Regions from separate parts of the Mus musculus genome. Here region 2 is linked to region 1. Evidence: chromatin contacts called from public HiChIP or PLAC-seq data. All regions are on one chromosome and are shown on one strand. The core of a region is the stretch at or near the end of the contact, and the rest is flanking DNA. Distances in the headings are between cores, read along the strand shown.

Evidence for each region. HiChIP or PLAC-seq counts read pairs in DNA pulled down with a chosen protein or histone mark.
Region 2: an H3K27ac HiChIP or PLAC-seq map of stem cell-derived neural progenitor cells shows a contact between it and region 1, with 5 times the contacts expected there. The contact joins two enhancer-like sites. A contact is called at or near these places in 1 of 15 datasets of contacts at CTCF or cohesin (the NIH/3T3 cell line) and 1 of 115 datasets of contacts at active chromatin or transcription factors (stem cell-derived neural progenitor cells).

What each region holds. Positions count from the first base shown.
Region 1 is chr7:72,770,586-72,776,337 of GRCm38.p6, reverse strand. All of the region lies in intron 3 of Gm36865 (a long non-coding RNA gene), which reads left to right. Among named protein-coding and RNA genes, the nearest start is that of Gm36865, 53 kb to the left of the region's middle. Within about 2 kb of position 2,152, at least 23 of the 459 cell types and tissues checked have an H3K27ac peak or open chromatin away from gene starts, as enhancers often do. A contact at or near this core is called in stem cell-derived neural progenitor cells, where this site is marked.
Region 2 is chr7:73,193,969-73,199,720 of GRCm38.p6, reverse strand. No RefSeq gene overlaps it. Among named protein-coding and RNA genes, the nearest start is that of Gm20083, 13 kb to the right of the region's middle. Within about 2 kb of position 2,535, at least 88 of the 459 cell types and tissues checked have an H3K27ac peak or open chromatin away from gene starts, as enhancers often do. A contact at or near this core is called in stem cell-derived neural progenitor cells, where this site is marked.

The sequences.
Region 1 (5,752 bases), core at 903-3,402:
TTAAGAAATATGCTAGATCTTAAGGGTGCCATCAGCAAGGGCCTTGGAGAAGAGTAGATAGTTTAAAGGCACATAAACCTACCAAGTCATCCCAGAAATAATGAAAGGAGACTGGCAGCTGTAGGTCCTTTAAGTAGGAGCCACACCCTAGACAGCATGAAGGATTCCATTCAAACATCCTTCAGAGTGGGACTTAAAGGAGGGTCCCACATTTGCCAGGCAAATGCTCTGTCACTGGGCTCTGTCCTCAGCCCTCATTATTTCTTTATTACTTAGTTATTCAGGTGGGGCTTGAACTCTTTGTGTAGTCTAGGCAAGCCTTGAACATGTGATCCTCCTGCTTCAACCTCCCAGGTAGAAAGGACCATATCCCCGCCCCACCGGGACTGGCTTTCCTTTCTCTCTTTAAGCCAGGAATTTTTATGCTACATTTCTCTTCTGGCCATAATTCTCCTCTTTACCTTACTTTTAGAGAAATCAATGTACTTATGTGCGTTTGGACATCTGGACATGACAAATGGCTTTCTCCATCTAAGCTTGTCCTTGCTTGCTCTTTCAACTACCATCTGTGTGGCTTTCTCTAGACACTTTTCATGTGGGGACCATTTCTAAGTCCTAGGTCAGAAAAATGGGCAAGGGTAGAACCTTATTATCAGATATCTTCTGAGTATTTATCATGAGGTTTACTTACATTTTCCCATTCAATTCTCATGAACAAGGTGAGGATAAATACATTCTAAAGCTGAAGGGAGAAACTAAGGGTTAGAAAACCCTGTTTAGAGATGCAGCACCCAGTAAGTGGGTCCTTTCCCTCTGGGCACAGATGGTGACAGATTCTGTGGGCCATAGGAGATGAAATGAAAACAGAAATCCAGTTTGTCAGGAGCTCAAGAGAGGTGAGAGGAAGCAAGAGAGGGAGGGGTTCTGAAGGCGCTGCAGATAAGGACCGGGTATCTCCACAGGCAATTTTTGCACACATCTCTGCTAACCTTGAGTTATGTTTCTAGAACTGGAACAAAATACTAGACAGAATAAACTTAAAAGAACAAAGGGTATATTTTGGCTCACAGAGTCAATGGTTTTAGCCCATGGTCGTTTGGTCCTATGGCTTGTGGTGAGGCAGGATATCATGGTGAGAGTATTTGGCTGCACAAAGTTCCTCACCTCGTGGGAAGGAGGGGGAAAGGGGACGTAGAAAGAGAGAAAGGGAGGAGAGGTAGGGTGGGAAGAGGAAGAAAGAGGGGGTGTGGAGGAGGGGAATAAAGGGAAAGGTAGAGGCAGAGGGCAAAGGAAGAGAAGAGAAAGAGAAAGATGGAGGGAAGAGAGGAGAACAGGGAGGTTGGGGCTGGGGAGAGGGCGGAAGGAAAGAAGAATAGGAGCAGGTTTCCAACATCCCCTTCTGGGCCTGCTCACCACCTCCCCAAAGCACCACATGGCTGGCGACTAAGCCTTTAGCATATGGAACTTTGGAGGACCTTTAATGTCCACACAGTAACATCCCACAATGCATCACTGCAGTTTGTCTTGTCTGCTGCCCCGTGGGCTTGACTCTCCCCAGTGCTTCCTGGACTCCTAGCCTCCTTGTCAGCCTCTGCAGCCCAGCATCCTGCTGTCATAAGTCAGCCTCAGACAGTTCCCAAGGCTCATCTCTCATGATCTGCATTCTCTCCCCTCCCCTGCCTCCCCTTAGGTGCTGGTGTTAAATGTTCTTGTCAGAAGCAACTATTTACAGGCCATTAACAACAGAAAGGATGATTAGGATGAATAATGCATGCTGCCAGTCAGGGGCTTTAGTATTCAGTACAGGCCTCTTCCCAGGCCAGGCGAGGGGTTGCTATGGAGTATGCTACTTCTTGAGAGCCCAATAACATGGAGAAGCAAGGGCAGGCTGCTGTGGGCAGGGAAAACTTAGTCTCTTAAGCTCATCCTTTGAGAGAAAAGCAGAAGAGATGGGGGTTTGTTGCATTTGTTCTTTGCAGATATTTTCACCTTTCTTCCCCAACATGTCCCCATTACACACAGACACACACACACAGACACACACACACACACACACACACACACACACACACACACACGGGTATTGTAACCCGGGAGACCCAGGTGCAGCTGTGCAATGACTGTGCAATCCATGCCCACATTACCATTTAAATCCTAGTAACATTTGTCTTCTAGTTTCTTTGAAAAATAAGGCTTATAGAAAGTGAATGTATTCAAGGGACTAAGTGCATAAGCAATAGATGGCTGTCAAACACATTCTCTCTCTCACACACACACACACACACACACACACACACACACACACACACACACACATACACCCCTCACACACATTTCTTGATCTCCAGCTGGTAATAGAGATAGATTAACCATCACAGAGGCTCATATCAGAAAGCCCAAGAAGCCATGGTTCTTTCTGATCATTATTGTGACTGGATACATTCTAACAGAAAAGAATGGCCAAGAGAGGACTCAGTCAATCTAGTGACCATTGCTCTTTTTCTGTATAATTTCTCAATGATAACATCAGAGAGAGTAAGTGAGTCTCATCCCAGGATCCTCCTAATTATCAACTTTTAGGCAATATCTTTTCCATATGCTTATCTGTGTTACTATATGGAATCAAGAGAACTGACTATCTAGCAGAGAAGAGGTCTGTACTATTAACAAATTGCTTTGCTATGCAGAAATCAAGGCCATTTGAGGTACCGGTCTAAAAAGTCATATTTGGCAATAATGAGTTCCATGTTTTTATTTGTATTAGGGCATTTTTCAGGATCTATTTCATAGGCTTTTCTTTCTGTCTTCTGTAGCATGAGATTCCTGCAGAAGTGACATTGAGCTCATAAGTACAGGTGCATTAGTGTTGAAAGGCAATGTTGGCCAGAAGGATGCTGGGTTAGGTCACCTGCTCTCTTCAACTGCTCCCGGGAAGGAATTGTAAGGAAGAGTTTATTTTCTGCTAGCTGAACAGAGGTGGGACTGAACCACACTAGTCCTCAGCATAAGTTCATCACACCTATTTATTTTATGCCCACCTTCCCTGCTTTACCTTTCTTATTGCCCTCTAGATTTCTCTGAATATGTTTACAGTGCTCTAAATGCATACAACCCTTGGTCTAGACCCTTTTGGAAAGCAGGATGGACTCTGGGTTCTGACATTCTCATCTTCAAGTCTGACCTTCCACTTTCCTTCTAAGCAGCAAACATAATATTTGAGTTACCTTTCCAATTTCTTTCTCTGGCATGTGGTTTTAGACATCTTTATTGCTTTAGCTGTGTTTTCCTCCACACTCATGTCTGTGTTGCTTACACAGAAATGCAGGTGTTTGTGGGTTCGGCTCCCCAAGCTCATTTGTTTGCTAACCCTGCAACCAAACTCATCATATTTTGAGAGATTCTTCATCAACAGACTAGAGCTCCATTTCAGCCTTCAGCGACCCAGAGGCCCAAATAAGAAGTCCACCTGTAGGGTTTAGCTCCTTGGGTACTTTCTCTAGCTCCTCCATTGGGGGCCCTGTGATCCATCCAATAGCTGACTGTGAGCATCCACTTCTGTGTTTGCTAGGCCCCGGCATAGTCTCACAAGAGAGAGCTATATGTACCCCGGAGCTCTTGACTCTAGCTGCATATGTATCAAAAGATGGCCTAGTCGGCCATCACTGGAAAGAGAGGCCCATTGGACTTGCAAACTTTATATGCCCAGTACAGGGGAACGCCAGGGCCAAAAAGTGGGAGTGGGTGAGTAGGGGAGTGTGTGTGGGGGTATGGGGGACTTTTGGGATAGCATTGGAAATGTAAATGAGGAAAATACCTAATAAAAATATTAAAAAAAAAAGAAGTCAGCCTGTTGTTGATGGCTTCCTGGCAGCTAGAACATGGTCAAATAGCCCAGGCTTAATTAATTGGATATTGCTACCTGGGATGGTGAGTTGAAACAATGAACATGAAAACACAAATATTTCTTTGCAAATCTACCAGCAAAAGTGATGTGTCAAAGGTCAGCTCAAGTAGCATCAAGAAGCAGTGGGGTCTATGATCAACCTGATCAATCTGCTCTTATAACCTTGACTCTGATTTCTGAGTCCCAGCCCTTGCTCATTTCCTTTCTACAATTCCACCATCCTCACTTTCTTTGCACTTTTCCAGTAAGACTTGTGATTTGGGTTCAACAGAACCTGTGACTAACAACACTGAGTCTTTTCCTCCTAGAGTCTCAGGACTGCTTTGAGCCTTATGTTAAATACCTTCATAGGCATTCTGGATTTTCCTAGAGAAATATGTTAGTAGCTCTTCTGGAATTTCTCTAAGATGATTTTTTTTTATAGCTCCCATCAGTTTGCTCTGTTACTCACTTAATAGCTCATGAGATGTTAGAAACTCATCTCTTGGTATCCATGGTGATTAGATTTTGTAGCCTTTAGGATACCCAACAGTGTGGATGCTCAAGTGTCTGTATATAATGGTGTAATGTTTGTGACTGGTCTATGCATTTAAAGTTTCCACAAACTTTAAACCTTTTCTAGATCAGTTTTCATATACATGCAATATCAATGGTTGCTATGCTATTATTTATGAAATAATGACACAAGAATTTATACGTGTTTGATACAGACACATTTTTTTCTCTTAATAACTGTGTTTGCTTGGATCTTCAGATAGATAGGAAAGGCCTTATGACCTTTCAAAAGCTCTTGCATTTGTCATGCACCCCTCCGAATGATTATAGTAAGATGACAACCCATTAGTGAGGCTCCACTCACTTTCCATGTTGCTTTTTAACCGATCTATTCCTCTGCTACCTGCAGAGAAATCTGGTTGATACTGGTCAACAAAAGCTATCCTCAATAAGTTAGGGGCATCTTGAATTTTAGCAGCAGTGGCTTAACCAGAGAAATAGTTGTTTTGTAGCTTCTGGATTAGAGTCCTGAGAGCAGAATGAGAAATTCTTGACAGATGCACAGTCTTTGACAGATATCAAAGGCAGAGGGAACACTGGGCTGTGTCTCTGAATTCCATCTGATCAGTGGCAAAAGTGAATTGGTACCCAGAGTGATTGCTCTGGTCACCTTGATCTATGCTGGGTTCTTTGTCCATCTCTATGATGCATATCACGATCAAGACAAGGACGATGCTTTGTTATCACCGCGCTCTTGGTTCTTGGGTAATGAGCACAGGCAATAGGGGTGCCTCCACCCACAGCCTTTGCTGGCACTGCTTGGATTCTGTTCTTTGGGAAGCTCTCCACCTTGGGACTTCTCAGTCCAAAGCCAGTCCAGCTCCTAGCAGCAGCCTGGAGTAATAAAGAACATAAAAGTCACATAGGATTAGAAGGGAAGGGAAATTCCCTGGTCCCCCTTCAGTAAAACCCCTGGAGGTGTGCAATTAATTCCTACACAAGGAGGAAGAGGGGCTGCCTTTAAGGCAGTGAGCAAATGTCTCATTTGTATTCTACTTTCTGAGATAAGGGAGAGGTATTTAAAGGCTATTTAGTCTCTCTCTAGTACTTGAAACTTATGGATGGCCCTGTCAAAAGTGAAGATTTTAAGAATGAATAATAAACCCACTTTAGAAGATAACTACCAGTAATTTGCCCTCTCTCCTCTTTTCTAAGATGGATTGATATCACAGGTACAGGAAAGACCAATGATTTGTACAGCAGGAGAGCAATTTACTTCTCCACATCCAGCAGAAAGAATGCTGATTGCAGGCTGGCCTTTCCTGTTGGGTGTACTACCTCTGGAACTTCTGC
Region 2 (5,752 bases), core at 1,286-3,785, 420 kb before region 1:
GGTTTTATTTTAGCTTATTGTTCCAGTTTACAGTCCATCAAAGAGATGACTTATACTTTGCAGAATGCTGGGGTCATGTGACATCCACAGCCAAGAAACAGTGAATGATAAATGACTGTGATCGACTCATTTTCTTCTTTTCATGTAGTCTGAGTTCCCAGCCTAGGGAATAGTGCCACCCACAGCGGGCTGGCCTTCCTGCCTCAGTTAACTTAATCAAGATAACTGCCCATAGGCATGCCCTGGGGGCATTTCTCCTAGAGATTCTAGAGCTTGTCCAGGAATAATTAATACTAATGACCACAGACTTCAAAACATAATCTCCTCTGTAGCTGTGATTGGTTCTCCACACTCGTGTGTTGGGTGTACCTTGTTCAGATGCTTGGTGTAAAGAGAATAGAGATGACACCATATTCATAGCTGGATAAGGTCCATAGATGACCTCCAGTTACCTCTGGGCAGTGCTGCCCTGAAGATCTCTGGCAAATCCACCGAGAAGCCTTGTTTGCTTAAGATGTCCACTATTTAGTATCTATTATATCAGTATAGATACTCAAGGGCATTGCAGGCTCTTCAGAGCCAGAACAACACTTAAACAAATAGCAGCTAGTGTGCTTATGAGCTTCAGATGACCTGGGCTCAAATCCTCGCTCTACTGTTGACCAGCTGTGTGGTGGCAGCATGCCGTCTAACTTCCACTACTCCTTGGTTTCTTTTTCTGTGTCGTGGGTGATCATTGGAGTGTAGGCACAGATGCTTTTGATCAGGATAACCAGAGACTTCTTACCATGAAGCTTAAAGGAGAGAACACATGGGGGAGAACAAGGGGCGTCTATAGTGTTCTAATGTCCCATCCCAACAATGGCATGTGGGAATAGTCGGGGTTGCATCTCCTCTGAAGAGAGGTGGGTGAGCTCTGCCAGCCTTCACCTCCCCAGGGCTGGGTCAGCATGCTTGGGTACCTCTTTCTGGCTTTTTCTGGTTTCTGAGAGTTGAAGTCAGGTTCCTGTGCTTGCAAGGCAAACAGAGTCATTTCCCAAGCCCCATTTGGCCATCATTGGAATAAAAGTGAAGGGGGGAAGAGTCTGTTTAGGATTACATTAACCTCTACTTTATTCTCTGGAAACTTAGTAAAGTTTGACCTCCGTGCCTCCCACATGACTCTGAGGGGTTTAATTCTTTGCTACGGCCTCGAATCTTGGTTACTTCCACTCACGGGCACCTTGCCTACCTCCCTGTCCCCTGTCACTTACAGAAAAGGATTGTCTGCCGGTAGCAAACCTTGTGTTGTGGTCAGGGCAAAGCTGCACGAAAACATACAGAGAGGCATTACACAGGGTGCTAGGATCGACTTGGCTGTCTGCCCCACTTTCATCAAGAGCAACCCGATTTCCTGCAGGCCAGGGAAGAGGGCTAGGCAGTGTTTATTTTATTGCAGTTTTAGTCTGTGTTGCCAGTGTTTCCTTCCAGCGCCAAATCTCTTAGATAGATTTCAGCATACCTGGCCTGTTATGTCAAACCCCACCTCCACACTGTGGGGCCACTGGTGAACTTCCAGGTAGGTACATGAGTCACTAGTCTTCCACCAGGGAAGACTTCATAACTTAGCAGCACACTGCAGTGGGAATAAGTTCATATCTCCCTGGGGTTATTTGATTGGATGGGGAAAGACGAACATTTCCCTTCCATACCCATGATCGAATGGAAGACTCCAGTTGAAATGAATGGATAAGGCCTTCCTTTGCAGTGGAAGTAGAGTGATGTGTCTGCTCACAGAGGTGCTACCATCCACTCCGTTACATTTGGCTTGCAGAGTTCAAGGTCTCAGGGGTGCCTCAGAATTCATTGTATCCTTTTGTTCACTACAGACTGGTCAATGGTCAGTGAAGAAATGTCCCTGGAAAGTCCAGGCAATGATGAGTGAGTTCTAGATGGTTCTAGGTTCTGAATTCAGAGACATGAATGCTAGACGTGTGCTGGCCACCTGTCTGACACGTGAATTGAGTTCTTGAAACACTCTAGGGCTCACCCGAGCACAGTGATCTGGGGAAAAGCCTTGCTTTTTCTAGTTTATTCTGAAAGCAGGGCTGTGGCTTTTGCCCTTGATCTATCTGGGTTGTAATCCAGCTCCCTCTTCGCCTGAGTTTGGACTTCTGGGCTTTTGGTTGCACGGAGATGCTTGTGTTAGTGGAAATGGTCCACTCACCTTGTACAGCTGGCTCAGAAAGAGGACTCAGATACAAAAGGCAATTTTGCACAGTATGAACCCAGTACATGCAAAGCCTGATCTGGCACCGTGCCCATCTGGCAACTCTCTTAGTGTCCTGCAACACCAAGGCAGAGCGACCCCTGATGATAGGGACAGAAGAGAGGCCCAGGACACTTGCGCATGCAAAGTGAGAACTGTCAACCCCAGAGCTGCACTCCCAGCCCCAGAGCAACTTCAGAGAGAGAATGAAGATCATTGTCAGCGTCCTCCCATGGGGCTCCTTAATCAGAGCTGGTAACTTTCTCCCACGTGTGCTCCCAGAGCAATGAACTGCTGTTGTTGGGTAATTAGTATCCTGGGCACAGCCAAGACGAGGGTACAGTGAGCGCCTTTGTCTCAGGCTCGTAAATTTCAACACAGGTTGGATGGAACAAAGGTCCAATTCATGTGGGAGACACCCCACATGGGATCGTGTGGACAGAGCCAAGGGAGAGACTCCCTGGCAGCCCCAAGGGTGAATGGTGAACGGGCAACTCAGGCAGTGGAGGGACACGGTGGATGCTCAGGGAGCCTTTGACTCTGGGAGGCAGAAGCTGTTCTGTGCAGTATGGCTGGGGGTAGGGGTGGGGGTGCGGGTGTGAGCAGTCTTTGCTTTGGCAATGCCATCTGCGGTGAGAGAATGCTCGAGAAGCCTGCTCTACAAAGGACCCAACTACATTAGTTACTTTTCTTGTTGTGGAAAGCAGATATCCTACAAAGAATAGTGTGAGGCTTGGCTATAGAGGTTTGCCACATCTGAGTGGTTAAGAAAGTAGGAAGTGGGCCTGTCCCCCAAATCTCCAGGGACTCACTTCCCCCAGATAGGTTCTACCTTCTAAACATTCCACAGCCTCCCTAAATATTACCACCACCTGGTAATCAAGGTGATTCAAACTTGTGAGCCCTCGGAAGATGTCTTACAGTATGGATTTTATAGAGAGAATTTCCCTTTGAACCAATATATGTTCAACGACTACACCAGGACCAGCAAGACAGCTCAGTGGTAAAGACACCAGTCACCAAGCCTGATGAGCTGAATTTGATCCTCAGGACCCACATGATAGAAGGTGAGAATTAAGTCGGGCATGGTGGCACACGCCTTTAATTCCAGCACTTGGGAGGCAGAGGCAGGTGAATTTCTGAGTTCGAGGCTTGATCCACAGAGTGAGTTCCAGGACAGCCAGGGCTACACAGAGAAACCCTGTTTCGAAAAACAAAACAAAACAAACAAACAAACAAAAAAGGTGAGAATTAAATTCTATAACATGTGTGCACTCTAGCATATGCACGTGTATGCACGCAAAGTATGGATGTGTGTATATACAAATAAATATAACAAACTATTTCTATATTTTTAAAAATATGTGTCTGAAATACAATTTGCTATGCATATAATATGTTTTGTCTGTTTCTTGGGGGAGGTCTTATGACTAGAACTACTATTCGTTGGTCCATTTTTGGCACTTGTATGTGAGTATGGTGTGTGTACATGTGTATATGCATGTTTGCATGAGTCTGAGTGCACGTGTGTGGTTGTGCATGCATGTGTATTTGTATATGAGTGGAGGCCCAAAATTGACATCAAGTTGTTCTTGATGGCCCAGAACCTTATTCACTGAGACAGGGTATCTCATTTGAACCCAGAGCTCACCACAATGACAATCTAGCTAGCTTTGCATGTTCTAGGGATTCCCCATCGCATCCTTTCAAGCCCTGGAATTACATGTGTGCCACTATACTCTATCTACCTGGTACTTTCCTGGCTTCTGGGGATCTGAGGTCTGGCTTTCATACTTGTGCAGCAAGCACTTTATGCCGAGTCCTCTCCCTAGCCCCTACTTGTGCTTCTTACGTGTGAAGCACCATGATGGACACTTTATTTACGTGAATAAGAAGCAAAAAAGTGAGTCAAGCCAGACTGCTGTTAGTGTTCTGTCTTCAAGGGGAAGTGGTGACAGTTCCTATCAGCAGGGTGCTGAACATTCACTTGGGGTTTGCTAGAGCAAGAAGAAAGCAAGCCTGAAGTGTCAAAGGGTGAGAACCAGAATGAGGGACCCTTTGTTAGCAAAACATAGCACATTTGTACCAATAGAAATGTAGGAATCAGGTTGGAATGTTAATTTGTTCAAGAGCTAGTTTGTATGGAGGTGAAAATGTAAGCGCCTAAGTGCTCTCTCTCTCTCTCTCTCTCTCTCTCTCTCTCTCTCTCTGTGTGTGTGTGTGTGTGTGTGTGTGTGTGTGTATGCTGAGGGCAAAAGGGAATGCATTCCTTTTGAGAGAGACTCATATATCACAGGCTGGCCTCAACAACTTGCTATGTGTTGAGAGTGACTTTGAACTCCTGATCCTCCTGCCTCTACCTCCTGAGGACTAGGATTACAGGAATGTGCCATCTTTAGTCTTATGTGATGCTAGGGACTGAACACAAGGCCTGTACTCTGCCAACTTTGTCTCATCCTCAGCTCACAAACAGCTGAAGTGAAATTTCTGGTTTCTTTGGAGACTCAGTCGCGTCACGTGATGTCTTCCCGGAGACTGTCTTAGGAGAGGACATTGTGCTGAAGCAGACACGTGGGAGGATGTTTTGTAGGTATACATTTTTCTTGACCTACTTTAATAAGGATTCAACCTCTCCTCCAGCCCCCCACCCACCAGAGCTGGTTGAAAAGAAAAGTCATTAGGACACAGGGGAAGTAGATCTGTTTAGAAATAGACCTTGGGGGGTGAGGTCAAGCATCATTGTCAGGATATCTGCAGTTCAGCCCAGTAGCAAACACCAAATGTGAATCAGTAACTATAGTGCAGTCCTATCAACAGATACCACACATGAACCAGCAAGATCAGTCCAATCCAGAAGAAACCACAAGGCTCGACAACTGGTCCAAGGCTGCAGAAGTGGCAAGAAGCCATAGGAACCTCAGGAGAAGTTCTTAGGCTAGTTTAAGGCATCACCACAGGCAGAGCTCAGCAACACAGTGTAAGGCGCACCAATACATGTGTGTCCTTAGCGAAGAATAGCAAGGCAGAGCAAAGCAAACCAATGCTCAAGCTCCAACTGTCTGTGGGGACATATTTACATTCCGTTGAACATCATGCATCCTTTCATGTGTTTGCCAGAGTAAAACATCCTTTCACCTGTGTCTGCTTCAAGAAAACGTTCTTTGGCGTGTCTGCTTTAGCCAGGCACTCTTTCATCTGTGTGTCCAGCAAAGCATCATTTGATATAACTGACTTTTGAAAGAAACCAGAAGTTTTCACTTCATATTTGTCTGGAAGCTGCCAGGACAAAGGGCATGTGGTGTTTTTCTGGAACAGATGCTTGAGAGGGCACGTGATGTTTGGAAAGAGAATAAGATTAACCCAACAGACAGTGGTCAATGCTGTGTGGCATTGGTTTGCCTTACCTTCTTTGCTCATCATTGTTTGTCATGACTTCATGGAAAGAAATGCACCAAAGAACTTCTTGTGATAATCAGTGGCTTCTTGCAGCTTCGGTGGCCTCAG